Linked DNA regions of Sus scrofa: all the other regions are linked to region 2. The links are chromatin contacts, called in public HiChIP or PLAC-seq maps. All regions are on one chromosome and are shown on one strand. The core of a region is the stretch at or near the end of the contact, and the rest is flanking DNA. Distances in the headings are between cores, read along the strand shown.

What was found. HiChIP or PLAC-seq counts read pairs in DNA pulled down with a chosen protein or histone mark.
Region 1: an H3K27ac HiChIP or PLAC-seq map of alveolar macrophages shows a contact between it and region 2. The contact joins two enhancer-like sites. A contact is called at or near these places in 1 of 47 Hi-C or Micro-C datasets (epiblast stem cells) and 1 of 2 datasets of contacts at active chromatin or transcription factors (alveolar macrophages).
Region 3: an H3K27ac HiChIP or PLAC-seq map of alveolar macrophages shows a contact between it and region 2. The contact joins two enhancer-like sites. A contact is called at or near these places in 3 of 47 Hi-C or Micro-C datasets (adipose tissue, embryonic fibroblasts and liver) and 1 of 2 datasets of contacts at active chromatin or transcription factors (alveolar macrophages).

What each region holds. Positions count from the first base shown.
Region 1 is chr12:46,241,269-46,245,146 of Sscrofa11.1, reverse strand. The region is part of intron 2 of NSRP1 (nuclear speckle splicing regulatory protein 1); the gene reads right to left. Among named protein-coding and RNA genes, the nearest start is that of MIR423, 32 kb to the right of the region's middle. Within about 2 kb of position 2,101, at least 3 of the 83 cell types and tissues checked have an H3K27ac peak or open chromatin away from gene starts, as enhancers often do. A contact at or near this core is called in alveolar macrophages, where this site is marked.
Region 2 is chr12:46,373,122-46,376,639 of Sscrofa11.1, reverse strand. All of the region lies in intron 6 of BLMH (bleomycin hydrolase), which reads left to right. Among named protein-coding and RNA genes, the nearest start is that of BLMH, 19 kb to the left of the region's middle. Within about 2 kb of position 2,184, at least 6 of the 83 cell types and tissues checked have an H3K27ac peak or open chromatin away from gene starts, as enhancers often do. A contact at or near this core is called in alveolar macrophages, where this site is marked.
Region 3 is chr12:46,187,872-46,191,353 of Sscrofa11.1, reverse strand. It overlaps EFCAB5 (EF-hand calcium-binding domain-containing protein 5), which reads right to left. Exons shown (of 24, transcript XM_013981195.2): 20 at 2,807-2,910; 21 at 1-200. Among named protein-coding and RNA genes, the nearest start is that of NSRP1, 22 kb to the left of the region's middle. Within about 2 kb of position 1,418, at least 10 of the 83 cell types and tissues checked have an H3K27ac peak or open chromatin away from gene starts, as enhancers often do. A contact at or near this core is called in alveolar macrophages, where this site is marked.

The sequences.
Region 1 (3,878 bases), core at 852-3,351, 130 kb after region 2:
CTACTATTTATATTGTGAAACATCTTATTCTTTAGGCAATTTTATGAGCATAAATGATTTTATCTTGCATCTCCTTTATTATTAATGAGGTCAAACCTTCTTTCATATATTTACTAGCCGACTATGTTTGCTTCTCTGTGAAAAATCTATTTACGTCTTTTGTACATTTTTCTACTTGGGTTTTGTTTTTCCTTAATGACTTGTTGAAGTTCTTCAGATAATTTGGACAACAATCTTTTCTTGTTTTTATGGCTACAAATATCTTTCCCCCCCCGACTTGTCTTCTCCCTTTTTAAGTGATACCTATGATATTGGCATCTTTGAAGAGAAACATCAAATAGGAACTCCCTATAACCTCCCTCTCACAAAATCTAAAAACCTTAAGCGCATCAGGACCCATGCTCACATCTCTCCTGTTGGAAATAAAGAGCTCCTCTCCCCCTAACTCCTGCTCTCCCTAAAGCTACCTTAAGTCCTGGCATCCCATAAGAACCAGTGTTCTAACCTCGTTGCCTCTATCCATATTCATTCCTCAACCGCAGTGGAACCTGGCCTTTCTCCCTACCACTTCACGAAATTGTTCTAAAGCCCTTGTTGTTAAACTTATTTTATCTGACCTCTCAAATATCTGATATAGTTGATTCTGGCCTTGCTTTAAACTCTCTTATTAGTTCCTCACTCTTTATGTTCCATTCCTTTTTTTTTTTTTTTTTTTTTGCTTTTTAGGGCCACATCTGTGCCATATATAAAAAGTTCCCAGGCTAGGGATCGAATCAGAGCTGTTGCTGCTGGCCTACATCACAGTATAGCAATGCGGTATCCAGGCCTGTGCCTGTGACCTACACCAAAGCTCATGGCAACACCAGATTCTTAACCCACTGAGCAAGGCCAGGGATCAAACCCTCATGGTTACTGGTTGGGTTTGTTACCATAAGCCATGACGGGAACTCCTCTTTATTTTTAAATTGACCTAACATTGGTTTATAACATTATTCATGTATTGTATATATAAATACAACATTCTATTTCAACTTCTGTGTACATTACTGCGTTTTGATCTGTTCTTAATTAGCCACTCTCATTTTCTTAAACACACAATGTCCTCCTTCAGTTCAGTACCTTGTATATCTAATTCCCTCTGCTTGTATAACTCTGACTTATCCTTCTAGTCTTGGCCTCCTTCAGGAAATCTTTCCTGACTCCAAGGTTGTGTTAGATATGTGTACCCTCCTATCTGTATTTTCTCATTTTACTAATCATTCCACATTGATGTTGTCATTTTACTCAGCTGCATCTCCCTCAATGAACATTGTCCATCCTTAACACTTCTGTAGCTTCACAAACTGGCAACATGTCCAGCAGATAAATATTTGTTAAATAAATAAGTGCTCATAGCTATGGTTCTATTTTCCACCCCATTACATTCTCTGTGATGAGATTTAAAACTTTGCTCAGCCTTTGATCCAGCACTTCCATGTGAAGAATTCATTCTCAGGAAATAATCTCAAATGTGTACAAATATTTAGATCCAAAATGGCTTGCAGGATAATGCAATTTCTAAAATCAAATAGTGGTTAACTATTCTAAGATTCAGCAACAGAATAGCAAAATTATGGTTTATTCATATAATGAAATGTGATATGACATCTAAAATGATAATGTACATCTATTTAATATTTTGAACATACATATTCTTCGACTCAGAAGAATATGGAAATACATCATAGAAATAAAAGCACAGAGTATTTAAAAAAAATTGAAATGTCCATTAATAAGAAAACGGCTGGATAAATTATGGTCCAATACAATACAGAATATTATGAAGCTGCTGTCTAAGTGTGTATAGTGGTTAGTCTGGGTGGTGGGATTAACAGTAATTTTAATTTTTCATTCATACATTCCATATTTTCTAGATGGCCTATAATGAATATGCATTCATTATTCTGATTTATTAAACAAGTTATTTAATCTATTAATTAATAAAAGCAACTTTAAGTTCCTACTCAGAACTGAAAGTTAACTATTCTCAGTATCTTGACCAGCTACTGAACAGGAAGTGCCATTGCCTTTGTGTGGTCAAAGTTTCTAATTCCACACCTTCAGCCAGTTGTAATTGTCTGTTAGGTCACTCTATGTCCAATAACCAAGAGAGTTGGGAATATACTCATCCTTTCAAAAACTTACATCTAGCTAAGGAAACAAGCAACTAATACTTTTATGCAATTAACACCAACCTAATGGCTCTTATTCATTCAAGCACTTATTGAGTGTGTGCCATGTGCAAGGCACTATTCAAAGTGCTGTAGAAAAAACAATCAACAAGAAATCCTGCCCTCAATGACCGTATAAGGGAACAGACAATAAACAGAATAAAACATAAATATAAATGTTTTAAGTATGAAGGTTTTATAATGTTTATTACAAATAAAACATGTCAAACATGTTGCATTCTATACAGAAAAATATATCTAAGAAAGGTACAGGTACTGAGTGGACTGAATTTGAAACAGGTTTCTTAAGGAAGGTCTCAATGAGAACACAGTAGCTGAACCAAGACCTGTATAAGGTGAGAAAACAAGTCACCGTGAGATCTGGAGAAGAGCTTTTTAGGCATAGAGAATAGGCAAAAACGTAATAGATGTGTCCCAGGAAGAAGGCAAGAATAGAATAGTGAGAAGAGAAACTTACTATAGGTATTAGAATTCAGAGAAGGAAAATCATGGTCTGAGAGAATCAAAGAATCACTTATGAAGAAGGAAGAACTAAGCCAAATTTAGAAAAATGGCTAACAGTGAAAAAAGATTATGTTGTATAGAGGAAACCCCAAAAGGAAATACAATGACATAAACATGGCAATAAAGAATGCAGAAGTCAATATAATCATGGAAAATGACTTCTGTTTAGGTGCCAAGAACTAAAGTTGGATCAGATCATGTTATAAAAAAGGTGAACTCTGGAAGTGATACAAAGATAAAAAGAATTATTAGAGATTTTTTAACCTAATGAAAAAGTAATTTAGAAAAATGGCCTTGTAATCAATGCAATATGGATAACAGGAGACTGGGGCATAGGGTTTACAAAACTACAGCAGATGGGAATAGAAAGGGTAAATCTAGGCAATATTCTAAAATAAACAGCGCTGGAAGAGATGGATAGAAAGAGTGTAGACAACAGAATCAAACATGGTATTAAAGCTTCTAAGCTAGAGGACTACAGAAATGGGCATGAGAGGTGGAATGACATATGTTATAGAAAGCTTATATCATCCTGTTTCTGGAATGGTTATAAATTAAACAAAAATTATACTCCCTATCCAAAAGATATGAACTGCATTTCTGAAGTCTTATTACAATAGTTCTTCCACTGACAACTCAACTAAATCTCATATAAGACATGATCCTCATAATTTTACCTCCTTAAAATGCCTTATTGCATCCTAAATGGAGAATTTTCTGATTTCTTCTACATTTTCCTCTAATATCTAAATGAAAAAATGTATTCATTTGAAACAATATCTTAGGAAAGGAAAATTCAAATTAGTGGGAAAATGATAGACTATTTCCTAAATGGTGTGGGGACGACTGTCCAGACTTCAGAAAAAAAAATTAAAACTGTTATCTTACCTCATACCTCATTCTTTATAATAAACACCAAAATACATTCCAAGTGTAATTAAACATTAAATATAAACACAAGTTAAATAAAGCCATACTACCCGAGGCAACCTACAGATTCAATGCAACCCCTATCAAATTACCCACAACATTTTTCACAGAACTAGAACAAACAACCCTAAAATTTATATGGAAACCTAAAAGACCCAGAATTGCCAAAGCAATCCTGAGGAAAAAGAACAAAGCTGGAAGTATAACCCTCCC
Region 2 (3,518 bases), core at 935-3,434:
CCATAAAACATCTCTGTCTGTAAAAGCGAGTGTCAGAACTATGTGATTAGCTGCTGGTTATCCGTGTCAGGTGCTACAGACAGGTTAGAGACTAGGAGGGCTGAGAAAAGGCTTTCCTCAGTACGGGTGTGATAGAATGGAGAAAGGAAGGCGCTAGGCAGAGAGGGGTCAGACTGTGGCAGGGAGAGGCAAGCAGTTTCAAGAAGCTTGGCAGGGCAGAGGAGTGAAGTTGTTACTCATTTATTCCATAAATATTTATTGAGTACCTGCTAAATATTAAGCATATTCTAAGCCCTGCGGGTACAGTGATGACCAAAATACACATGGTCTCTGCTCTTTGGACTTTGCTTCTGGCGGAGGGAGACAGACAGGACACAGTAAATAAACAAAGAATCTGAAGTGATACGCCCTCTGAAGAACATAAAAAACAGTGATTGATAGGGTGGTTAAGAGTCACTGCTGTGACTGGTTACCGCTGTGGCACAGGTTTGATCCCTGGCCTGGGAACTTCCAAATGTCACAGGTGCTGCAAAAGAAAGTTTCCTGAGGTCAAATCTGAACTGAAACATGAATAGCAGGAAGAATCCAGCCATGCAAAGATCTGGACACAGAGCACAGCAGGCTGAAGGGATAGTAGGTGCAGAAGCCCTAAGGCAGGAGAGAGCTTGGTGTTTTGTTTTGTTTTGTCTTTTTGCCATTTCTTGGGCTGCTCCCGCGGCATATGAAGGTTCCCAGGCTAGGGGTCCAATCGGAGCTGCAGCTGCCAGCCTACGCCAGAGCCACAGCAATGCGGGATCTGAGCCGCGTCTGCGACCTACACCACAGCTCACGGCAACACCGGATCCTTAACCCACTGAACGAGGCCAGGGATCGAACCCCCAACCTCATGGTTCCCAGTCGGATTCATTAACCACTGCGCCACGACAGGAACTCCGAGCTTGGTGTTTTTGAGGAACAGAAAGAAGGCAGTGTGGGCTTGAGCTTGGAAAAAGAGTGGGAGTGGCTGGAATAGATTTCACAGAGGAAATGAGAACTGGCTTATGTTGAGCCTGGGAGCCATGGTAAGGAGGTTGCATTTTATTCTAAGTGTGGTAGCCACCAGGGAGTTTAAGCTGAGGAGTGATGTGATTTAATTTTTGTTTTAAGAATATCTCACTCTGGCTGTTTTGAGGATAAATGGTAAAACAGTAAGAGAGGAAGTGAGGAGACTAGTTTGGAGGCTCTTGTGGTTGTGTGAGTGAGAGATTGTATTGGTTCCAGCCAGGTTGGAGAGAGTGAATGAAGAGAAATGAATACATTTGGGGGTGTATCTTGGAAGAGAAGCTGTCAGGACTTTCTTGTGTGGAGGATAAGGAAGAGGGAAGAATCGGGGTGATGTATCTGAAGTGGGGGCTTGCAGATAGGAAAGGTGGCTTTTTGGCAGTCATGAGGGAACCTGTGTGTGGTAAGGGATAGCAAATACAAATAAGAGCAGTAATAACTGAAGAAGCTGGGTTTTAGAAGAGGGTAGGAGAAGAGGTGTGCTCTAAAGTCGTGCTCTCAAACCTTCATGTGCATTCAAATCCCCTGGAGATCTTTTCAAAAGTGCAGATTGATTCAGTAAATCTGGGTGGAGCTGGAGAGTCTGAATTTGTGTTTCCTTGATTCAGATACCACTTTAGAAGTAGTTTCAAGATGGTCATTTGACTGTCAGTTATCATCTGTATGAGCTCATTTCCTTTGATATCACAGAAGAGCACATACCTTTTAAGTGTACCTCATGTCTTTCCCTGCCTGAATAGATCCTTGCTTCTCATTCCCCACCAGAAGGCAGTAGAGAGCTGTCTTCGCTCCTTTCTCTACATTATCAGCAGTCGCTAAGGTCTCTACCCCTTCTCCCCACTTTTTTTTTTTTTTTTGCTTTTTAGGGCCACACCCATGGCATATGGAGTTTCCAGGCTAGAGGTTGAATCAGAGCTACAGTTGCTGGCCTACACCACGGCCACAGCAAAGCAAAATCCAAGCTGTGTCTATGACCCTACACCACAGCTCACAGCAACGCTGGATCCCAGACCCACTGAATAAGGCAAGGTATCGAACCCACATCCTCAGGGATGCTAATCAGATTTGTTTCCACTGCATCACTATAGGAACTCTTTTTTTTTCTTCCTTCCCTCTTGTTATGGCCGCAGTTGCAGCATAGGGAAGTTCCCAGGCTAGGGGCTGAATCGGAGCTGCAGCTGAGGCCTGCTCCACAGCCACAGCAACACCAGATCCAAGCCACATCTGCAACCTATACCACAGCTGGGGGCAACTCCAGATCCTTAACTCACTGAGGTAGGCCTGGGATCGAATCCTCATCTTCACAGAGACAGTGTCGGGTCCTTTACCCAATAAGCCACAGTGGAACTCTACTACCCCTTCCCTCTTGTAACTGGTTTACTTACTCTCAACTCTGAACTTTCTTCAAAGTTTATTTATTTTCTGTGACCACTTTTGTATCCTTGTGGTCATTCTACTCTATGATCAATAGGTCATTTTACCTTTGAATCTAATTTCTCCATTAGTAAAATTAAAAAGTAGGAGTAGATGACTTCTTAATGGGACTGTAGCTTTGCGTTTTTATAACAAGAGAAGTAATATTTCTACAACGCTCTAGACTTTGCTGGACAATCCAGTATTGTAAATACAAATGAAGATTCTAAGATTCTGTCACTTCTGCAGTGGTTCCTGCCACTGAAATCTTTACCAGTTTTGCTCCATTACAACTAGCTTGGTTGTTAGCATTGACTACTACTACGGGTCCACATATTCTTTCCCCGTGTCCCATGTTTCATACTTTCTATGTCCTTTTTTCTAGTCCCTTACTTGTTCTTTTATTCACCAATGTTCAGTTCTGCATAATGACTTGAGCTCAGTGTCCAGGATCCTTTCTTTTGTCCTAAATGCCAAAAGCATCTTGTGAAAAGCAGGTGACACCCCAAGTTGCCCACCAGAGAACAAGACTCAAATATCCAAAGCTCACTGGCAGTTTTGTACTTTCGAGAGGCAGGGAATATTGTTTCAGAACAGCAGAGTGTCTTAGCAAGAAATATGGTTATCAAGGACCTTGGAGATTATACTTTGGAGAATTTTTTAAATTAGAGCATATTTAACTATTTGGGTTGGCTTGGAGTCAAATATTCTTTCCAAAGTATTATAAACTTACTTGAATGTAAATGGTTTTGCATAATTTATAGTTATGGTAAACATAATATAAAACATGTCTCTAATTACAGTTTTACTAAAATCCAAGAGCAAGAGATGTCACTCTTATTCTCATTCATTCCTTTTATGTATCTTTGATAAAAATGCAGATTTATAAAACATATGCAGTAGGGCCTAAGTATTTTTCTTCTAAAAATATTCACCATAGGAGTTCCTGCTTGTGGTACAGTCAGTTAAGGATCTTACTGCAGCAGTTCTGGTTGCTGCAGAGGCAAAGATTCGATCCCTGGCCCCCAACAGTGGGTTAAGGATCCGGCATTGCCACAGCTCTG
Region 3 (3,482 bases), core at 169-2,668, 180 kb after region 2:
AGGCAACTTGGATCACCTTTATCATTTTCTGCAGATCTTTAAATTCTCGATAAAACAACATCTTACTCCTGCCAATGTTGACATCGAGAACTCCCAAAGCTTCTCCTGTCCTCTCACGAAGTGGAACTGCTATGTGGTTTTCTCCACAGACAGAGGCCAAAACAACCTCTGAACTGTCGGTACACTTATAGAGGAAATCTCTGAAACCAAAACCAAATAAACATAAGGAAATAAAACAACAGCCTGATCACAACATTCCACCCAAACATACCGAAACACCTTCGATCGAGTCTACTACACCCCAACCACTCCGGCCCGTCCTTGTTGCTGTTTCACCTGCCTGGATCGCTCCCGCCCTCGAGTTCAGGGGGCTCTCTCCCTCAGCTCCTCCCGGAGAAGCCCTCCCTGACCCTGCAATCTGAAGAAGCCACACCTGGAGTTCCCATTGTGGCTCAGCAGTGGTGAAACCAACTAGTATCCATGAGTACATGGATTTGATCCCTCTCCCCACTCTGGGTTAAGGATCTGCCATTGCCGTGAGCTGTGGTGTAGGTCACAGACACGGCTTGGATCCTACATCACTGTGGCTGTGGCACAGGCTATCAGCTACAGCTCCAATTCCATCCCTAGTCTGGGAAGCTCCATATGCTGGTTGTGCGCCCTTAAAAAAAAAAAAAAAAAGGCACTTTAGGAGTTCCCATCGTGGCTCAGTGGAAATGAATCTGACTAGTATCCATGAGGACACAGGTTCCATCCCTGGCCTTGCTCAGTGAGTTAAGGATCTGGCATTGCGTTGAGCTGTGATGTAGGTCGCAGATGTGGCTCGGATGGATCTGTGGCTGTGGTGTAGCCTGGAAACAACAGCTGTAGCTCTGATTTGACCCCTACCCTGGGAACCTCCATATGCTACAGGTGCAGCCCTGAAAAGACAAATAAATGAAGAAGCTAAACCTGAGTCCTGCTCCATACTAACACTCTGCCTTACTGTCTTTACCATAATTATACTCATCTGAGGGCCTTTGTTTTTATTTATAAATTGTCTTGTATTGACTGAATACCTGAAGGAACAATGAGTGTGTTAGGTCAGGTTCCCTAGAAGCAGAGCCTGAGAGAGGGATGCTCTGTGCAAACGAGGGAATGCGCTTGCTCTTAGGAGAAACCTCTACGGGTCTGAGGAAAGCAGGATAGGGTAGGGGGAAAGCTAGGTAAGAAGTGATTTCAGGTGAAGTTGAGCCTCAGCCGGATCCCAAGGGGAGCCCTGGAAGGCAAATTGTGCCCAGAATCTGCCCCATCTTGGGGCAGGGGAGAGGTCTTTTGTCAGTCATTAGAGCCCTCAGCTGCTCTGGGTGTGTGGGGGGAAGGTGTTTACACAACTCTTAGGCACTTCCTTCTGAGAGGCTCCCACGCTCCAGGGCGCTTTTCCGCAGACAGTTTCAGTGTGAGTCATCAGCAGCACGACCTGCAGGCCCTGGCGGAAATTACACGGGGTCTGGGTGGGGCATCGACAGCATCTGCTTCAGGGAGGTACCTGAGGTTTCATGGAAATGTAGTATCTCCTTTCTCTAGTGAAGCATAAACACATCTCTCTCTCTCTTTCCCCCTTTCCCTATCTGCATTGATACTGAAATGTCATTCCTTTGAGGTATGTGTAAAAATGTTGGTGCTTTGCATAGCCTCAAAAAGGACATGGGTATTTCATGACATCAACCCTACAATGATAAAGATTATGTCCTTTTGCTGCTCCTGCCCTTGCTGCAGCTGAGCCATCACTTTGTGACTGTATGATAACCATAGCAAAGACTGCATCATATTAAGCTTTCTCAGTCAACAAGTTCCATAAAAGGCATCTGCCCTAGGTTACACATGGGAATCCTAGCTTATAAGTCTGGGTGTTACAAGGACTCCTTGACCAGCACAAGAAACAACTATATGGAAAAGAGCTTAGAACTTAATGAATATTCTGGTATGAGGCCAAACTAAAATCGAATGAACATAAGTACTTAAATGTCAAATCAGCCTACTAATCTGAGATAGGATACTGCCTACACTGACTCTCTAAGAAGCAGCGGTCCTTTTTGTAATAGGTGTATTCTCCGTTAGGATCTGTTTTGCATCTGCCCACAGTTGAATAGTGTTCTTTGCATTCCACAGGTGAGATGCATTCAAGGTAATCTAGAACTGGGTACTTTTTTTTTTTTTTTTGCCATTTCTTGGGCCACTCCCGCGGCATGTGGAGGTTTCCAGGCTAGGGGTCGAATCAGAGCTGTAGCTGCCAGTCTACGCCAGAGCCACAGCAATGCAGGATCCAAGCCGCGTCTGCAACCTAATCTCAGCTCATGGCAACGCCAGATCCTTAACCCACTGAGCAAGGCCAGGGATCGAACCCGCAACCTCATGGTTCCTAGTCGGATTCGTTAACCACCGCACCACGACGGGAACTCCCAGAACTGGGTACTTTTAAAAGGCAGCTTTCTCTGCCTCCTCCCCATCTTTATCCCAGTCTGCTTTCTTTAAATAAAAAAACACATGTCTCTAGGCTAGCTAACATTAAGATGTTGAGCTCTGATAAGTGATGGGGGTGTATCTTTCATAATCATGGTGGGTTTCTGTTAATTCCATGTTTACAAGAAAATTATAGAAAATAAAATACTAAATTGAAATCTATTTTTTAAAAGGACTTTAGGAGGAAAGGACCCAGGCAGACAAAGGTCTATAGTAATTTTTTTTTAAAACCTGATCAGAATGAGAGACAGTGTGTACTAATAAGAGTCAGAAGCTGGAAATCAAACAAAACAAAGTCTCATACCTGAAGATGCACGTCTTCCGAAAGATGGTAGGGGGATTTTTGTGGATTTCTGTTAGACCCAGGTGCCCTGTGACCATCATATTGCGTAAAACATAGTCTGAATCCTTAAAAAGAGGAAGATTTTATTTCAGAGAGGAGTGATTAGCAAATCTCATCCAAGTTTTTGTGGACAAATAAGTAGAAAAAAATTAGAAAAACTTTGATGTTATGTTTTCAGACTATAGGTCAAGGTCAATATAATTTTGAGCTACAATGATCCCAAACACTTGGAGGGCCTCAGGGCATGGATCTCAGAATTTTTTTTTCTGTCCTTTCTCTTTCCATTGGTCATCCCGTCCAGACTCATGGTTTTTGTTTTGTTTTTGGTTGTTTTGGTAAAACATACACAGCAAACTATTGTAATTTTAACCATTCATAAGTATGCAATTCAGTAGCATTAAACACATTCACAGTGGAGTTCCTGTCGCAGCACAGTGGTTAAAGAATCTGACTAGGAACCATGAGGTTGCAGGTTCGATCCCTGGCCTTGCTCAGTGGGTTAAGGATCTGGCGTTGCCATGAATCTGTGGTGTAAGCTGCAGACGCGGCTCGGATCCCACATTGCTGTGGCTCTGGTGTAGGCTTGTGGCTATAGCTCCGATTGGACCCCTAGCCAGGGAACTTCCATATGCTGTGA